Linked DNA regions of Mus musculus: region 2 is linked to region 1. The links are chromatin contacts, called in public Hi-C maps. All regions are on one chromosome and are shown on one strand. The core of a region is the stretch at or near the end of the contact, and the rest is flanking DNA. Distances in the headings are between cores, read along the strand shown. Region 1 has its middle 540 kb from the start of Gm22159. Region 2 holds the start of Cdh7 (cadherin 7, type 2).

Evidence for each region. A called contact is a pair of places that touch in the nucleus more often than the background predicts.
Region 2: a contact with region 1 is called in a Hi-C map of cerebellum, with 1.8 times the contacts expected there. The contact joins the promoter of Cdh7 here to the enhancer-like site in region 1. A contact is called at or near these places in 2 of 39 promoter capture datasets (hippocampal neurons and stem cell-derived epiblast-like cells), 2 of 484 Hi-C or Micro-C datasets (cerebellar granule neurons and cerebellum), 1 of 115 datasets of contacts at active chromatin or transcription factors (stem cell-derived neural progenitor cells) and 1 of 9 other capture datasets (embryonic stem cells).

What each region holds. Positions count from the first base shown.
Region 1 is chr1:109,085,049-109,087,581 of GRCm38.p6, forward strand. No RefSeq gene overlaps it. Among named protein-coding and RNA genes, the nearest start is that of Gm22159, 540 kb to the right of the region's middle. Within about 2 kb of position 1,268, at least 1 of the 459 cell types and tissues checked has an H3K27ac peak or open chromatin away from gene starts, as enhancers often do. A contact at or near this core is called in cerebellum, where this site is marked.
Region 2 is chr1:109,982,457-109,984,989 of GRCm38.p6, forward strand. It overlaps Cdh7 (cadherin 7, type 2), which reads left to right and starts at 1,267. Exons shown (of 12, transcript NM_172853.3): 1 at 1,267-1,435.

The sequences.
Region 1 (2,533 bases), core at 18-2,517:
GGGGAACACCAGGGCCAAAAAGTGGGAGTGAGAGGGGAGAAGGACGGAGGGAGGGTATAGGAGACTTTCAGGATAGTATTTGAAATATAAATGAAAAAATATCTAATAAAATTTGAAAAAAAATTCTGTTTGAGTTAAGGGCATTTTCATAAAGGTTAAGCTGAGCAAGGGACACTCATTCTGAGTGTGATTGATATTTTAGGCTGAGTTGGAGTCCTAGAATGAATAAATGAAGAGAAAAAGAGAACAACTGAAGATCACTATTCTCATCTCTATTAATCCTGGCTGTCACAAAAGTACAAGCTGCTAGACTTTTTAATACTGGCCAGCTCATGGTAAAATGTATTCCACTAAACTATAGTCAAAATTAAACTAGCCTCACTTAGGTTGCTTTTTGATAACCCTAAGTCACAGTGATAAGAAAAGCAACTTACATTGCAAATGTGTGCACAAAGCCCACTGTTAAAGTAGGCTTATAATGTATATTACAATCCTTTGAAAGTGGTTCATAGCTGGGATTTGGAAGAAGTTAGGTTTATTGGCTGAAAAAAATCCCCAGATCACTGTAATATGAACTTAATTGGACATTCTGATTGGGGTACAGAATATCCTAATATCAGCAGAAAAACAGACAGGTAATATTGTGCTCATTAGATTTTAGAATTCTGCAAGAACTCTGCTGAGAATTGACTAAGAATCATTTATGATACAATTATCATTATTAATACAAAAATATGATCATATTGCCTATGTTTTGGATAATTTGAATATGGTTGAATTCAATGTACTAATCTACAGTTACTGGAAGAAATTGCATAAATAATAAAATTTAAACACAGCTACCTTTGTTGTTAAGTGAATTTTGATATTTATGAGAAGTCTAAAAAGCTTAGAAAGGTGTGTGAATTCAGTTGAAATTTCAGCAAGACTAATAATGTCTAAAACAAAGAAATGGCAGAAGAAACACTTAAAGATTTCTAAATTTGACTACAATCGTAAGAATTTGAATATGTATTAGTAGGTAGGATTATATATGGGTTGTCTTATATTTGTGATTTTTGAAGTTGCTAGCCTCTATCACTGTTCCCTTCTTCACTTCCAGTCAGATCTTATTTTTGTATTTACATTAATCTGAAGAAAATAACCAATGTGTTAAAGTCTTATGAAGGCATAGTATTTGAAGTGGATCAGAGCAAGGCTTGGTTATCACAAAGACTGTCTGATATTTGGGGGTGTTGTGCAAAACAGTTGGCGAATCCAGGCAATGTAACATTCATTTGGCAAATAATTGCTTTCTTTAGTAGAGACAGCTGCTCTCCTGCCCTTCTGGCTAAAACACACCGAGGAAAGGAAAAAACATCCTTGCAAATGAAAATAATGGCGAAATGTTGGCAATACAGTGGAGATCAAACAAAATAAGGCTTTAAAACCAAGAGAAACAATTTTGTAGGATAGTGTTTAAGAAATTAGGCTTGCCTCTCTGTCTCTCTGTCTCTCTGACTCTGTCTCTCTGTCTCTCTGTCTCTGTCTCTGTCTCTGTCTCTCTCTCTCTCTCTCTCTCTCTCTCTCTCTCTCTCTCTCTCTCTCTCTCTTTCTCTCAGTGAAATGTTAGTTTTTTCCTTTCAAATGTACTTTCTAATCTTTAAACTCTTTAAAAAATTTTTAATATGAAGTATTTTTCAATAATTTATGGAAGGAAAACAGGTTCTTCTTTCACTTATTCAATTTTGGAGAGTCGTTCTCAAAGGTAGCAAGTACAGTGGAAGAGCCAAAGTGTTGCGTTGATCAGGACTCAGTTCCCTGAGTTGAATAAATGGGTTAGGCTCATGCCTAGATTTATATATTTCTACTCCATACTCTGAGTCCTATTCTGCTGATTTGTGAGGAAGAGAGGTGTTGTATGAAATATTAAAAGAGAAATCTACGCCGCTCCATCAGGGCAGACCATCCAGGCACAGGCGGGCAGCCACAGCCTGCTCTCATCTTTGCAGACTCTGGCCCAGAGCTCTGAAATCTCTCCACTCCACTTGTTAAGTTGCTATGAAGAGTCATTGCCTTTCCAGCCCCACAATTCTAATTCCCACTGCCTTTTGGGGTACACTTCTTGCAAACCCATGCTTTGCTATGGTTCTCTCTGGAACCCAGTTGATTCACCGCCTGAAGGAAAAGACCACACAAACTTAGTTCAGAATTAACAGGTAACGTGGTCGCTGGTGGCAGAAGCTAGCATCCTAATGTATAAGTCATTCTAAGCTAAATCCTGTAGTAGCAGATCAAAATCGATCTGCCACCTGAAACTGGGTGGCCATCACTAGCTACATTTTTGCCTCATCCTCTCCTGTCCACCAGCCAACTCTCCTCTCCTGCTTCCCCTCTTCCCCTCTCTGACATGAAAATCCTGCCTACTCCTTGCCTAGTGATTGGCCCCCTGAAAACTGCATTCATTAGGGGAAGCTACTACCACAGAGAGGTGTCTCAGTTGCATTCTTTTTCAACATCATTAGCTACAGTAATAGCGCTAACCTTTCATTTA
Region 2 (2,533 bases), core at 17-2,516, 900 kb after region 1:
GCGTCTCTCTCTTGGCAATCTTAGCCAACAGCGCTTTCTGTTTCTCCAGGAGGTCCTGAAGTCTCTGTAGCCTCTCAGACAAGGTGCCAGTGGTAACCCGCGGCGATCTGCATCTCCCTCTAATGCGCACTCCCAAGTCGGCCCCTGCGCGCCCTCTCGCAGTCACCCGCGCTCGCCCTCCCGCCCTCTCCGGGGACGCGCGCTCTGGTTGGCTCCGGACTTGGTACCCTAGACTGTTGTGCAGAGGATTAGCGTGTGTGGGGGATGGGGGTGGAGGGTGGGGGTGGGAAGGGAAGAATAATGATGGCCCTTTTCGTCCCTATCAAGAGCGGGACCCTAGCATTCAATGACCCCCAGGGTCCTTGTGCCCTGCGGAGTGCGTTGTGATTGGAAGACGAGTAGGCTGCTGCGGGGCTGAGCAGGTGCCGGTCCGCTGCTTCTGTGTCTGCCCGGCGCTCATAGCTGGGAGCACAGCGTCCCTGAGCGCCCGTGGATCCCCCACCCCTTCCACCCCCTTGCCAAGTGCGCATTCTTTTAAATGCAAACGCCATGGTTTCAGGTGCCTGATGCTGCTGGCAGGGTAGAGAGGCCCCAGGTGAGTGTATGTGTGCCTCCTTTGGGGCTGGGGAGGTCGCCCTCGCAGAAGCGCGCCCTCGCTGCGCACCGCGGGGAGCCGGACAGATAAGTGAGCAAAGAGCGGGAGTAGGGGGGGAGGGTATCCGTGCGGAGTTTCCCGTGGCGTTCCCAAGTTACTGCGTGTTGTGTTGAGACGTGCTTCTGCCTGGCAGGACAGGCTTGAGGACTGAGTTCTCCCGAGATCCTCCAGGAAAGCAGTGTTGACAGACACCAGGTGCAACGCGAGGGAAGTAGTCAGGGTGAGAGTGAATCCCAATCCCAGCCCACTTCAAATGCAGAGGTAAACACTCGCCATCTCCACCGCTGTCCTCTAAGAGGTACCCAGCGGATCTTTCCGTGGACCTTGAACTGATGCTGGCACAACTCGGAGCAAATTGTGCCACCGCTTTCTGCAGAGGTCTGAGGCTGGAAGGAGGTGTGTGCCTTGTGTAAGCAGGAGCAGGATTCCTTTGAACCATCTGCCCTAGACCTCTTTGGCCTTATGTGAATGTGGAACTCAAGTATGGTTGCTCTTTTTTTCCCCCCTAGTAATTAGTATTCCGTTGGTCAGGTGCATCTTCAGGGTTTGCTTCCACTTCGCCTCTTTGTACCTTTGGTGTGAGCTGGGAAAAGGGCACCCTGCTTCTCTGGAATTCATTCTGGACTTGGACATCTTCGTGGGTTCACTTGGCACAAGGCTAGTTGCTGGTATTCAGCCTTCCAGCCTCCCAGCGTGGATTGATACAAAAGGACCTTAGCTTTGAATGGCTTCACGGTTTAGATCATTAACCCTTCGGATTTCTTAGATGTCATAGTTCAGGTAAGTAAAGATTACCAAAATAAATTAACCCTGAACTGGGGAAATCATAAGCTGTTAGGGAAAAAAAAAATCACAGATTTAGAATCTCTAGACTGTGAAAAATTTGCATAGTAATTCATTAATATTTGTAAAACACCTTTTACTTTGCAAGAGATATATTTAGGTCATGTATTAAATTCAATATTTATAAAAATAAGACTTACCCTCCACAATATCAGTGCCCAGCAGGTGTTTTGTTTTGTTTTTTACAGAGGTGGATTGACAGAACTTTAATCTCTCTTTACAGATAGGAAAATTTATTGTCATCGTATTGAAATTGCAAATTGACAGTATTTGCTGTTAAAGGTAGATTGCTAGTGCAAAAACCAAAAATGTATTTTTAGAGTTCTGTTGTAGTAGGAACCATTATTAAAAGGAAGTTTGTGTAGATGCACGGTCAGCAAAATCTAAGTAGTTTTGAGTCTTTATAAAGAGTTGTTAAGGGGAAGGAAGAACTAAGAGTAATTCCAACTGCACCTTCCAGAAACCCACTCAAACAGCTCGTTTTCTAAAGAACTGGTCAGACGTCATGTTGAGCCAAATGCTTGCTATTCTATGTGAAAGAGAAATGCATTCAAATGACTTTCTTTATTTTTACGGGCTATTTTGAAAAGCATGGAGTAACTGCAAAAGTATAGGTTGCTGGCCAGCAACTTCATGGTAATCTTCCTTGTGTACTCCTGTTTAATTGTCAGTGGCTAAGTGGAAGCTGTGAGGCAGCATCCAGTTTTAATAGTTTTATCTGAGTAAGCTTGCTGAAATTTTGTGTGTGGAAAGAGAAATAAAGCAAGAGGCACAGCCTATCACCCTCCTAGAAGCTATTCTAGTTTGTAGTGTTACTAAAAGGGCATTGTGCACTCTCAGTGTGAAGTATTACTGTAATTAAAGACTGCGATAGGTCATTAGAATTGCATTAACTATCAGTTGACAGATGCACACCTCTTCCTAAGTCTACTTTTATTGATTTAGTGTCAGAGAGTTGTTCTCTTTCTTATGAAAGGCTACTACAAGGCATCTATATTAGTGAAACGTACCCTTGAATTGACTCTCGGTTTTTAG